Regions from separate parts of the Sus scrofa genome. Here region 2 is linked to region 1. A link is a contact called in public Hi-C data. All regions are on one chromosome and are shown on one strand. The core of a region is the stretch at or near the end of the contact, and the rest is flanking DNA. Distances in the headings are between cores, read along the strand shown. Region 1 holds the start of PSMD2 (proteasome 26S subunit, non-ATPase 2). Region 2 holds the start of FAM131A (family with sequence similarity 131 member A).

Region 1 (6,898 bases), core at 3,143-5,642:
CATAAAATAAGTACAGTTTTAGTAGACCTATCACGACTCACAAATGGAGACTCCTGATAGTTTCCAAATGCTGGGCTCTGGGCTCCAAAGAGAGCCCCCAATGGGTCATTATTATATACAAAGACGACCTGAAGATAGATACAAATCCATTCAGTCAGTCATTTATTCAACAACTATTTGTCAAGACCTACCACGAGCCATGTATTAAATTGAGTGCTAGAGGCATAAACATAAATAAGACACAGTGCCTGTCCTCTGAGAACTCAGTGGAGGGAGGGAGAGGTATGTACTAAGCATGATAGGAGCACAGGGAAGAAATGAATAACTTGAAGGATAAAACAGGAAAGGCTGGAGTTCCCTCATGGCACAGTGGAAAAGAATCCAGCTAGGAACCATGAAGTTGCGGGTTCGATCCCTGGCCTCGCTCAGTGGGTTAAGGATCTGGCGTTGCTGTGGCTGTGGTGTAGGCCAGCAGCTGTAGCTCCAGTTGGACCCCTCGCCTAGGAACCTCCATATGCTGCGGGTGAGGCCCTAAACAAAACAAAACAAAAAAACAGGAAAGGCTTCCTAAACAGGTGGTACTGAGCTGAGGTACAGAGGATGGGAGAATTTGCTAGCTGAAAACAGTGAAGAGCATTCCGTACAGAAGGAATAGCAATGTGAAAAGGCTGCTCATCTCAAAGGAATAGCTACGCTCAAAAATGGTGAAATGTTTCTGCTGATCAGAAGGAGGCAGGTGAGAGTCTTTAGATGGGAAGTTGTAACAGCAGGCATGAAAAAGAGGGGATTGTAAAAACTGCTTTCAGTCCTGGGAATTAACAATAAGAAGGACCACAATGCAATCTGTTTTTGAAAAATACCACACAAAGAAAGTAGCAACCCAGTGGGAACATTGCAATTCTGTGTCCTGCCTGGAGCATTTTTGGTGTTACATAAGTGATACTTTGAGTTGAGGGATTCTCAGATGATTAGAGCCATCCACAAAATGTGTAGCTCGAGAATTCAGGCCAGAAGTTTGGGGGAAGCATGGCTGGTTAGTGGATGCAATTGGAAGGAAGCTGGTAGGAAGGGACAGGTAATAGGTTGCCCCCCTGATTAGAGAGCAATTTGGTCATAAGGCTGGGAGTTTGGCCAAATGGTAGCAAGAGGTGCTTCTGGGAGAGCAACTGGACTGAAATAAAACTTCAGGCAGGATATCAGTGTTATCACGAGGCCTTGAAAATAACTGCTAGACATTTGCATTTGGCCAGGGAGGCTTGGGGCTTGAGTGCTTGGAGGTGGGGAGTAAGGGGCAGCACTACAAATTTGAGGAAGTTGGAAAATGACAGCTGCCTCCTCTCCAGTTGCCAGGCACCTAGACAGGCACTTTGTATACACTGCCTTGTTTCATTCTCATAAAAAATGATGAGGGAGATACTTTATTACCCACATATCACAGGCGAAACCAAGCTGAGAGGTTAGGAAGCTTGCTCAAGTATCACAGCTGATGAAAGGCAGTGGGTTTTTTTTGTTTGTTTGTTTGTTTGTTTGTTTTGCTTTTTAGGGCCACACTTTTAGCATATGGAAGTTCCCGGGCTAGGGGTCAAATCAGAGCTACAGCTGCCAGCATATGCCACAGTCACAGCAAAGCTGGATCTGAGCCACATCTGTGCCTTACACCACAGCTTGTGGCAATGCTGGATCCTTAACCCACTGAGCAAGGCCAGGGATTGAACCTGCATTCATACAAACACTAAGCTGGGTTCTTAACCTGCTGAGCCACCACAGGAACTCCTGGAATTTGGGGTTTTTGTGTGTGTGTTTTTCCTTTCTCTCTTTTTTTTTTTTTTTCAGCCGGGTCTGGGGCATGCGGAAGTTTACCTTCTGGGCCAGGGATCAAACGTGCACCACAGCAGCTACCCAAGCTGCTGCAGTGACAACACTGGATCCTTAACCTGCTGTGCCACCAAAGAACTCCAGAATTTGGTTTTAAACACCAGATCTGTCCTCTCTAAAGCTCATGTTCTCTAACCCATCTCCAACCTTTTATTTTGAAACATTTAATTTTTTTCTTTCAAATATTTTGAAACATTTTAAACCTACAAAAAAGCTGAAACATGGCACAACAAACATTCAATACCTGCCAGCCTTTTAAGGGGCTGGTGGAGCTATTTCCTGTATAGAAGACAAAATCTGATAATCTGATAGAAGGAAGTCACAGAAAAAAAGAAATTTAGAAGAAATACCTCTGCAGAGGATTGAAGAAAGCATAACAAAGTATGGACATCTTGAAGCCAGATGTAGAATAGGCAGAACAGCTATGGATTGCCCAATTTTTGTCAGCTGACCATGGAAGGTCATCCCCAGAATCCAAGCACTGAATGGAAAAGAGGAACAAGTTATAAAGTGGGCATCAATTCTCTTACTGTGTATCGGGTTAAGGATCTAGCTGTTGTCACTGGTTAGTGGCTCCCGCTGCTGCTGTGGTGAGGGTTTGATCCCTGGCCTGGGAATTTCCACATGCTGCAGCTGCACCTGGAAAAAAAGGAGGGCATCAGATCTTTACATCTATATCTGTACAGATATTTAGCCAGTGTTCATTCAGTGCTAACTGCGCTGGGCCAGGTAGTTTGTTTGTTTTAAACAAACACTTTCGGCATTCTTCAATGCCTCAGGACCCATAAAATAAGACTCCAGGCCAAATGGTGAATGATCCCACCAGATTAAGGAGAGAAGAGTTACTTCTCTTTTCTCACCTTCCAGATACATACACATAGCTCTAACTGAAGAACTTTGAGGTTTGCTAAAATAGCCAAGAGCTTGGGAGTCTGAAAGATCAATATTCATATTCTGATTCTACCACATATTTTAAATGTCCTCTATAAAATGGATACAATCCTACCAGACTCAAAAGGTTTTGCAGAAAAAAACATATGTCATTTAAAATCAGTCGTTCTGGCGTTCCCGTGATGGGGCAGCGGAAATGAATCCGTCTAGGAACCATGAGGTTGTGGGTTCAATCCCTGGCCTCGCTCAGTGGGTTAAGGATCTGGCACTGCTGTGAGCTGTGGTGTATGTTGCAGATGCAGCTCAGATCTGATGTTGTTGTGGCTGTGGTGTAGGCCGGCAGCTGTAGCTCCGATTCAGCCCCTAGGCTGGGAACCTCCATATGCTGTGGGTTCAGCCCTAAAAAGCAGAAAAAAATAAATAAAAATCAGGAGTTCCCATTGTGGCTCAGTGGGTTAAGAACCAGACTAGTATCCATGAAGATGAGGGTTTGATCCCTGGCCTTGCTCAGTGGGTTAAGGATCTGGCACTGAAAGCTGCTGCAGAGATTGCAGATGTGGCTTAGCTCCGACCTGGTGTTGCCGTGGCTGTTGCTTAGGCCTGAGGCTGCAACTCTTATTTGACCCCTAGCCTGGGAACTTCCATATCCCACAGGTGTGACCGTAAAAAGAAAAAAAAAAAAAAAAAAAAAAAAAGACAGACTGAGGACAAGTCAAAAAGACAGCTCTTATCTTCTTTTGTTTTCAGTTCCAGGATTTCGCATTAGTGCCTAGGACTTCATGTATTCATTTCTTTTTTTTTTTTTTTTTTTTTTTTTTTTTTTTTTGTCTTTTTGTTGTTGTTGTTGTTGCTATTTCTTGGGCCGCTCCTGCGGCATATGGAGGTTCCCAGGCCAGGGGTTGAATCGGAGCTGTAGCTGCTGGCCTACGCCAGAGCCACAGCAACGCGGGATCCGAGCCGTGTCTGCAACCTACACCACAGCTCACGGCAACGCCGGATCATTAACCCACTGAGCAAGGGCAGGGACCGAACCCGCAACCTCATGGTTCCTAGTCGGATTCGTTAACCACTGCGCCACGACGGGAACTCCCCATGTATTCATTTCTACTCCATCTGGCAACCCTGTGATTTTAAGATGGTATCCACATGTAATATCAGAGCACCTTCCTCAAGGCGCGGGGGAGGGGGGTGAAATGGGGAGGTGGGGGATGTTATGAGGTTAATATTCCATAGTGTTGTGGGTTATAAACACATATTACACAGACTTCACACAGAGGGCATTCAAGCGTCCTGGAGTTCAAGAATCTTGTCTGTTGATCCCACCACGTTGCAAACTGGAGTATCACTGTAGGTTCTATTCACACCGCTATAAGGGACCCTAGGGGCAGTCTCGGCTCGCAGCCGGCTCAACTCCTACAGCAGCAGGCGCCCCAAATCCCGACAGCTCAGGAAACTCCAGGTTCGAGCCGGCGCCCGGAAAACTGGGAATTGTAGTTTCCTTGCGGCTTCGGAGGGCGGGGTCGGAGGGCAAGGGCTCCCAGGCCGCCGGGGTAGGTGGGGCGCCGCGGCGTTTCCGGTCGCAGGCGGGCTCTGGAGAAGGAGGGGCGCCGTGGGCGAAGAGCGCGAGGCCCTCTGGGAAACCGGGCGGTGCGCACGGTGTGCGCGCAGCGGGCCGGCAGTGGCAGCAGAGATGGAGGAGGGCGGCCGGGATAAGGCGTCGCTGCAGACTCAGCAGCCCCCAGCGACGTCCCCCGGCGGCGGGGACGAGAAGTCGAGCAGCAAGGAGCGGCGAGATGCCGGGGACAAGGACAAAGAGCAGGAGCTGGTGAGGCGCAGCCCCGGGAGCCGGCGGAGGAGGCCGCGGCGGGCTGAGTCACGGCGGCTCCGCAGGCCTCGGGCTCGACTCCCAACGGCCGCACAGTGCGGGGGAGAGGGCGGATAGGGCGATCCTCGGGGCTCCCGGCGCCCTGCCTTTCTACCCCCCATCCTCCATTCCGCGCTGTTACCTCCTCCGCCCCTACCAGGCCTCATCACCATCTCTTGTGGGCCCGGGCGTGTCATTGTCACCCCCGCTTTTCAAAACGGCGTTCGAGCAGAGCCTGGCCCAGAAGCCAGGCGGCCTTCCCACCAGGGCTTTCCATTCCTCTCTCTTCCCTTGTCGACCTGATGCCTCCTAAGGAGGCGGACTCACTCTCCACCTGCCCCAGGGTGAATGGGAGGAGGATGGGTTTGGGATTCCTTCTCTTGATGCGCATCTTCCCCCAATCTTCCAGTCTGAGGAGGACAAACAACTTCAGGATGAACTGGAGATGCTCGTGGAACGACTTGGGGTGAGTCAGAATGTCAGCAAGAGCTGGTGTATATATGAATCTTACTCACTTGTTTGCTTTATTCCACTTTGGGGCAACAACTCATAGGTGAGGTATAGGGAACGATGGACCATATTTTAGGTCCATCAGTGTTAGAACCATGTTGTGAGGAAAGGGAGGAAAAAAGATAATTGAAAGATTTTATAGCCTTGTCTTGTGGGAGAAGCCATTCTTGAACTCTTACCTGGAGACATTTGTTTTTGTGCCAGGCGTGTGCAAGGAGGCGGGCAATTGCAGACACAGTTCCTTTCCTAGGGAAGTTGTTAAACACTTCTATATTATGACTTAAGGGATGAGACTCCTTTTGTCTGAGCCCTAACATCTCCTGATCAGGAGAAGGACACGTCCCTGTACCGACCAGCCCTGGAAGAACTGCGGAGACAGATTCGTTCTTCTACAACTTCCATGACATCAGTACCCAAGCCTCTTAAATTTCTGCGTCCACACTATGGCAAACTGAAGGAGATCTATGAGAACATGGCCCCTGGGGAGAATAAGGTAAAACTATTTTGGAAGCTGATGGAAGCCTAGTTTAGGAATTCTTTTCCATCTAGACATGGGGCTAATGGTGAGTCTCAGGAAACCTGATGATGTGAGATCTGAGCTAGTTGAAGGGAGCTCATAATCAAAATGCTCACGTAAGAGCTTGTAGGAGTATTGTCTTCAGAAAAGACATTGTTTCTATCATTTATGATGAACTTATTTTATTGTTAACTTTGTTCTATATATTCCCTGCACTTTCATTTGTTTTAACTCTAAAATACAGCTCCAGCTCATAACTTCTGCCTGTTGGTTCAACTATTACCCAAGAAATTTTCAGATCTCACCTAAACCACTGTAGCAGCCTCCTAATTGGCCCTTTTCCTTTTGTCTGTGACCTCTTACACAGTTTGTCTTTCATACAGCAGCCATAGTGATCTTTCTAGAGTGACTTTTTTCTGCTTAAAAGCTTTTAAAAAATTGTTATTGTGATTGGAATAAAATTCAAAATCTCGGAGTTACCTTGTGGTGCAGTGGGTTAAAGATCTGGCATTGTCCATAAAAAAGAATGAAATAACGCCTTTTGCAGCAACATGGGTGGAACTTGAGTGAAGCAAGTCAGAAAGAGAAAGACAAATACCATATGATATCACTTATATCTGGAATCTAATATAAGGCACAAGTGAACTTTTCCACAGAAAAGAAAATCATGGACTTGCAGAATAGACTTGTGGTTGCCAGGGGGGAGGGGGAGAGAGTGAGGTGGTTGGGGAGCTTGGGGTTAATAGATACAAACTATTGCCTTTGGAATGGATTGGTGATGAGATCCTGCTGTGTAGCACTGGGAACTGTGTCTAGTTACTTATGATAGAACATGATAATGTGTGAAAATAGAATGTGTACATGTATATGTAACTGGGTCACCATGCTGTACAGTAGAAAAAAAAATTGTATTGGGGAAATAACTGTGGCTCAGTGGTTAACGAATCTGACTAGGAACGATGAGGTTGCGGGTTCGATCCCTGGCCTCCCTCAGTGGGTTGAGAATCTGGCATTGCTGTGGCTGTGGTGTAGGCTGGCAGCTACAGCTCTGATTAGACCCTTAGCCTGGGAACCTCCTTATGCCGTGGGAGAGGCCCTAGAAAAGGCAAAAAGACAAAAAAAAAAAAAAAAAAGTATCTAACACACAAGCTTATACAGAACCTTATTGAAAACATTTGTTTCATACAAATTATAGATTATATAAAATTAATATAAATTTATTATTGCATAATTTCTTGTTA
Region 2 (6,898 bases), core at 1,256-3,755, 40 kb after region 1:
GCCTCTCTGCTTTATGGCCTGCTCCCTCTGGAGAAGGGGTCTGGATAGGTGGGCAGCCTCCTTTCCAGAGCTGGCACCGTAGCACTGTTCCCTGAAACTTGGCACCCCCTCTTGCCTCTTCCCCTGTCCATGATTGCAAGGGCTAGGAAATCAAAGTGGACGTGGTGGGGGTTCCTTGCTGAGGGGAGAAGGGGAACACAGGTGTGAAGTACTAGACAGAACACACTTCCTGGTCTTGGTCTCCTATCAAAATGTGATGCAGACCCCAGTGTGTGGAGGAAGCCTTGGTTTTGGAGGTGTTTATAGCCGAAGCCCTCTGGCTTTGAGGTCTCATCTATAAAATGAGGGGCCTGGATGCACCGACGGCTTCTGACCCCATGCAGTTTGACTGGCAGCCTGGATTCTGTGAGTCTATCCAAACCTGCCGGTCTCCACCTTCCCCTGCCTTTGGGTCTGGAAGCAGCAGACGAGCGTTTTTTTTTTTTGCTGAGGGACTCTGCCCCAGGCAGCCTCTGCGTGGCTGTGACGTAGGCTCCGCCCCGCCTTCTTTGGGTAGTGACGTGAAGGCCACGCCCCCACACTTACGTCACTGGCCCGGTTCCCTCTCCCGGGAGCGTTGGCGGACGAGCGGCTCCCACCCCCTCCCCTCTCACCGACTCTTCCCCTCCCCGGTGCGGCGACCGCGGCCCGACCCTCTGCAAGGCGATGGCCCGGGCCCCGAGTGCGGGCTAGCGTGCCTAGGTACCCCGGCCATGGGCTGTATTGGCTCTCGGAGCCCGGCGGGTCAGGGTAAGAGGCAGAGGCCGGTGTTGGGGAGCCTGGCTGCGGCTGGGGGCGGAGGGTGCGGGCCGTTGGGGAGGGGGGGCCTGAGGAGGGGGCCGGTGTTGGGAGAGGGAGGAGCCTGCACTGGGGAGGCGGGCCGGCAAGAGGAGGGAGCGGCCCGAGCGGGGAGGGGGCTAAACTGAGTCGGGCTCGCTCCAAAGGCCTTCTTGCCTCTGGGCTTTGCAGGGTGGACTTGTGGTCTTTCTGTCTGCATTCCCACTGCTGAGGGTGGCAGGAGGCGCACAGCTTAAGGGAGGGGCTGGTTAACCTTCTTCAGCCCGTGGCTACTGCCCTTGCACGCCCACTCACAGTCACCCCCCTCTGCCTACACCTCTTCTCTCAGTCCTGGGAGTGGCCCTATGCTGGGAACCTGCCTTAGCAGTGTCCCAGCCCCCTTCAGGAGGTAGCTTGCAAATGCTGGCCAAGCATCCTTCCACGGAGTTTTTGGCTTCATTACCTCCTTCAGAGTCTGCCGGTTGATGAAGGCGACCGCAGCCCCACTGGGGGCACCTGTGAGCACCTGATCACCTCTCACTTCTTAAAACTGTTTTAGTTCTTTACCCTACTCTCACCAAAAAACATCACCATACCCTATGGAGGGAAATAGGAGCCCAGAGAGAGGCCATCAGGGCATCCTTCCCACAACTGCTAATCCCTGCTTGGACCTTGGTTCCCATGAATGGTGGTGCACACAGGGGCCTGCCTGGCCTTAATTCTGTGTGTCTGAGGTGGGCCAGCCTGCTTTACTCTAGTGTCGTGGATTTCCCCAAGTTCAAGGCCAGGCAGGAACTTGTGATGATTAGGGCTGGGTTTGGAATGGGTCCTGGGCTTTCAGGGCAGGTGGTCAGTCACACAGGCCTTGGTATGGTTGTTACTTGAGGTTCTTTGGCCCTGAGACATTAGCTGAGATTTGTTCTTTTTTTTTTTTAAAAAAAAAAAGGTTTTTATGGTCGGACCAGCTGCACATGGAAGTTCCTGGGCCAGAGGTTGAATCCAAGCTGCATCTGCAACCTACCCTGCAGGTGCAGCAAAGCTGCATACTTTAACCCACTGGGCTGGGGATCGAACCCATGTGTCCACAGCAACCCAAGCCGCTGCAGTCAGATTCTTAACCCACTGTGCGGGTGGGAACTCCTGAGATTTACGCTGTACTTGAGTTCCCATGAGGAATTCTGGGATTTGTAGTCCTAAATTAATCTCCTGACTTTTGAAGCTGAGAAGCAGCAGGCTGCTCTGATCCTTCTGGTCCTGCTAAGGCTTGGAGTTCAGGAAGTCATTCTCTCCTGTAGTCAGGAGAGCTTCGCTGGCCTCATGACTGGCCTTGAGAGCCCTGATTAGGTACCAGCTAGGGGCCAGGGATGGCCTGTAACTTTGTGTCTTCCTTCTGGTTGGTAGCATTTCTGGGGACCACCAGCTGGCTGAAGCTCAGGGACAGAGACGGCTGCTCCAGCTAAAGGTCAGTTGTGATGTACATTGCCTGTTGGCATTGTCTAAGGGATGGGTCTCCTCTCTCAGCTCCCTGAGCTCCAGAGAGCTCGGCTGGGCCCCAGCACTCCCACCTCCTCAAAGCCATGAGGCAGAAGTGTTCTCCTTATGTGACTAGGCACAGGTTCCAAGTGGGGAGGGGACTGGCTCAGCATCCGGAGCCAAAATAGGAATAGAACTGGGAGCTGAGCCTGGAGCTGTTCTGGGCTTTTGGTTCTCTGCATCAACACAGCCAGCATGCCTATGATTTCTGTGCTGGGCAAAATGTTTCTGTGGCAGCGTGAAGGGCCTGGAGGACGATGGACTTGTCAGACAAGTCGCAGAGGTGAGACTGGAGACATAGATATGATTTGGGAGGTGATGGGAAGCTGAGGAGTAGGGTGCTCAGGTGGCAAGAGGAAAATTACTCTGGTTGAGATATTGGGAACCAGGCTAAACAGGAACAATGAGGCTGGGGCTGGACAAGGCATCTGGAAAAAGCCTTAGGGGACTGGGGCAAAGGTCAAAAAAAAAAAATCACTGGTTTATCAGAAAAGAAGAGTAAAGAGCTCATGCAAACTGAGGCTGGTGAGAGGAAAAGAACCAAAGCAAGGCTGCAAAGCTCCCAAGGTGACTGTGGGGAGGAGGCGACGGTGGTAGTGGAAGAATGTGGTATGCTTTCCAGGAGGGGCTGAGAAACCCAAGAAAATTCAGAATTTGTCAAAGTTTAGGTTTCATACCTAGGGTTTTGGTGGCAGAACATATCTTGAGGAGGACAGTGGGGAGTGGCTGCCATAAAATGGCCCCAGAGGCTTGAAGGTCAGGGCAAGGCTGTGGGATAGGGGCTTTCAGACTTGTGGTGAGCACCAGGTGGGTCCTTATATCTGGGAGGTGGGGGAAGCGGTGAGGAGAAATGATATGGCAACATCTGATGAAAATGGGGACCTTGGCAGAAGTGGGAGCCCAGCTGAAAAGTCTTTTCCCCAACCCTCAGTGGCCTCGGACCCGGCTTGGGCTGTGGAGTGGATCGAACTTCCTCGGGGCCTCTCTCTATCTTCCTTGGGATCTGCTCGGACCCTCCGAGGCTGGAGCCGGTCCTCTCGCCCTTCTTCCGTGGACAGCCAGGACTTGCCGGAGGTGCTGGGCCCCTGTGTTGGGAGGGGGACGGGGACCCGCATCCACGTGAAGGGGATTTGTGTGCCCCACCTCCGCTTCCCCAGCCTGCTTCTGGCTCCCTTTTCCTGCTAGCGGAGGCGCTATCCGGCTTTGGCGGGGGGTGGGGGGGGCAATGCCGCCCCCGCACCGGTCTGCTCCGCTCGGCTTCGTGCCAGTCGGCGGGCTTGCTTGCGCCTTGGGCCCTGACGTCAGCGCATCCCAGGCCGTATCCCAGGAGACCCTGTTGCATGGTGATGGGTTGCCAGGGAGACATACACCTTTTCTCTGGGCCTGGGACGCAGCTGCGCAGAGCGCAGGCAAGGATGGCAGTGGCTGGGGGAAGTGATGGGAGGGAGGGAGAGCAAGCTAGGAAACACCCAGCAGGTGCTCCTCCTCCCAGGCCTGGCCAGAAGCTGCCTGCGCCACCCTGGGGGCCCTGTCAGCCAGGTACTGAAGGGGAGGGACAGTGGGTGGGCCTGAGGTCGAGGGGCAGGTGGAGTCCCTTTTCTGAGGGTGGGAAGGTGATATGGGAGAGCCTAGGCAGTGCTGGGGAAGGGGCGTGTCCTGATTTCGTTCATTCATTGAGGAAAATGTTTGCCTGGACTGCCAAGGAGCACTGAGGCAGCTGCTGGGTGGAGGTAGGAACCAAGGTGAACCAAGCCTTGCCATCCCAAGATCCCGCAGGAGAGATTCAAGGGCACTGCTGGGGTGGGGTTGCAGGTATCCAAGACAGAGAAACTGTGGACTGAAGCCTTAAAAGGTAGGGGTGTTTTGTTAGGCAAGGACAGTATTCTTAGCCTAGGAGAAAGCTGAGTTCCTTTGCCTGGAGGCGGGTGGAGGTTGGGGGCTGCTTGTTGACAGGGGAGGTGGAGAGGTGGGCTTTTATTGGGCAGAGGAGGTCAGTGGTGAATTCCAAGCAGGCCTGGAGAGGCCGAGGCCTCACCGAGTGGGTTCCTTCAGTGCCTGACTGTGAAGCTTGCAGCTTATTGGGCATTGGAGGAACCCAGAAAAGATCCTAAATAGGGACGTGTTGTTACCAGTTGCACTCCAGGGAAATTATTTTTTTACATTTATACTCTGCCTCGTTCATTCAGCCTATGTATTTTGAGAGACCACTCTACCATCACTGTGTTAAACACAAGGCTGCAACAGTGACCAAAAGAGACTGAATTCCTGAAAGAGTTAAAAGACCAACAAGAAGTAAGGAAACACACAAAATAGACCATAATGACACAGAGAGGGTACGCTGATAGAGGATGGTGACTTGTTACAGACCACAGAAGAAGAATGGACAACTGGTAGGCTGGCCAGGAGGGTTCTCTGAGGGAGTGTTATTTCAGCCAAAACCCAAAAGATGAGAAAGAGCCAGATGATCATGGGAAGAGGGGAGGGGAACACTTACCCAACATTCTGGGCTGAGAAAACAGCACGGAATTGGAGCCTGGGGGACAACCACTTGCACTAATCTGGGTAAAGGGCACTGAGGGCTTGCTCTTGAGGAAGAGCAGTGGCGGCGGGAGTAGAAGCAGGGAGGGTAGTATAAAAGGCACTTGGGAGGTGGAATCAGTAGGTCTTCACAACAGGTGCAGGTCAGCAAGGCTTAGGGGAGAACTGATGGCAATGCTGAGGTTTGGAGCCAGGCTGAATGGGAGAGTGGCAGGGTGATGCGAAGTAAGGAAGTCTGGAAGCAGGGCCAGATGTGGGGAGAAGGTGTTGGGCTTGGTTTTTGTCATGCTCAGTTGGTGGCCCTAGTAGGCTCTAGAAATAGCTAGAATGGGGTTCTGAAAACTGAGAGGAGGGAGAGGGACAAGGGGGAGAGGACCTGGAGGAAGTGTCCGATGCCATTCCCTTCTCTCTTCCTCTTCTCCTCCAAGGCCCTACTCCATTTACTTCCAGCCTGCTGCCTTCCCCTCTGCAAGCTGAGACGTGGCGGGTTAGCAGCAGCTCTGCTCCTTGGGGCCTGCCGGAGTCTCTGTTGCTTCCTGGGAGGACACAGTTTGCTGATCCTGGCTTCTTACTCTCTTACATGTCCCAGCAGCCACTGGGACATAAGTGCTGCCCTAGCATCTCTTCCCAGCTCCCATATCCCCTTGATGCCTTGGGTGGAGTGTGGGCATGCGGGGGGCACTTACCCTCTGCTGCTGTCCCCCAAGGTGAATGTTGGAGACACAGTCGCGATGCTGCCCAAGTCCCGGAGAGCCCTAACTATCCAGGAGATTGCTGCGCTGGCCAGATCCTCCCTGCATGGTAGGCATGCCCTCCCATGCCTCTGGCCATTTGCTCCTTTCCTCTCTCTTTTGCACATGCCCTTGGGGACTGTTTCCTGTGAGCTCTTGCTGGGATCACCCTTTCACTCCCTTTTTCAGATGAGTCCCATGCCCTTTCTTCCACCCAAAGGCACATGTGGTCCCTAACCACCGCCACCCTTCCACTTCCCTCCCAGGTGCTCCCTGGCCTGGGCCCTTACCAAGTTCTCTCACTCTGCCCCGCCTCCAGGTATTTCCCAGGTGGTGAAGGACCACGTGACCAAGCCCACTGCTATGGCCCAGGGCCGAGTGGCTCACCTCATTGAGTGGAAGGGCTGGAGCAAGCCCAGTGACTCTCCCACAGCCCTGGAATCAGCCTTTTCCTCCTATTCGGACCTCAGTGAGGGTGAACAAGAGGCTCGCTTTGCAGCAGGTAGGTACAGAAAGAGGGTCAAGCCACCCATCTGTCATAGGGATGCTTGCACTCATCTCTTCAGGCCTGATGTGGGGGTCGGAGTCTTTCTATACCCCTGTGTCTTCCCTTCTGTGTGTCCAAGCTGAGCCCTAGTCTTCACACGCCCTCTCTGCTAAATGAATTCTGTGCCCTTCCTGTCAGGAGTGGCCGAGCAGTTTGCCATTGCAGAAGCCAAGCTCCGGGCATGGTCTTCGGTGGATGGTGAGGACTCCACCGATGAATCCTATGATGAGGACTTTGTTGGGGGAACTGACTCAGGTGAGGGGACATCTCCTGCTAGTGCTGCCACCTGGGCTGGAACTGCCTGATAGGCCTTGTGGTTCAGAGCTCAGCCTTAGTTTTGGTAGGGGAGATCCAGAATGTCCTCAGCTTGCGGAAGAGGAGAGGGACAGGCTCTGTCCAGGCGGTCCTTGACATTCCAGGGTGGGTTGTCCACTGGGTGGGCAATCAGCAATTGGAAATAGAGTGCTTCCTTTCCCACAGGCACTGAGCCTTCTCTGCCTATTTGTGCAGTTGTGCCTTGCAGTCCTCCACAAGAAAAATCCCAGAGACCTCAGCAATACCTTCTGTGGGGCTGATCTCTGGGAGGATCTGTGCCTTACCTTTCTCAAGGCAGCCTTCTGGCAGCACAGAGGAGGCACAGTGCAGCAGCACATAGCTCATCACAGGGCTGGGGCCCAGGCAAACAGGAAGGCTTGCTGGGCTTGGGCCACCTACAGGGCTGCTGGCTTCAGCT

The links. Hi-C and Micro-C count contacts between places; a contact is called where the count stands out from the background.
Region 2: a Hi-C map of embryonic fibroblasts shows a contact between it and region 1, with 1.5 times the contacts expected there. The contact joins the promoter of FAM131A here to the promoter of PSMD2 in region 1. A contact is called at or near these places in 3 of 47 Hi-C or Micro-C datasets (embryonic fibroblasts, epiblast stem cells and undifferentiated spermatogonia) and 2 of 2 datasets of contacts at active chromatin or transcription factors (alveolar macrophages and skeletal muscle).

The regions. Positions count from the first base shown.
Region 1 is chr13:122,183,108-122,190,005 of Sscrofa11.1, forward strand. PSMD2 (proteasome 26S subunit, non-ATPase 2) reads left to right here and starts at 4,393. Exons shown (of 21, transcript NM_001243477.1): 1 at 4,393-4,591; 2 at 5,040-5,096; 3 at 5,469-5,633. The coding sequence starts at 4,457.
Region 2 is chr13:122,225,370-122,232,267 of Sscrofa11.1, forward strand. FAM131A (family with sequence similarity 131 member A) reads left to right here and starts at 2,506. Exons shown (of 6, transcript NM_001243359.1): 1 at 2,506-2,632; 2 at 3,281-3,423; 3 at 5,595-5,688; 4 at 5,938-6,120; 5 at 6,304-6,420. The coding sequence starts at 2,545. It overlaps EIF4G1 (eukaryotic translation initiation factor 4 gamma 1), which reads left to right. Exons shown (of 31, transcript NM_001246253.1): 31 at 1-2.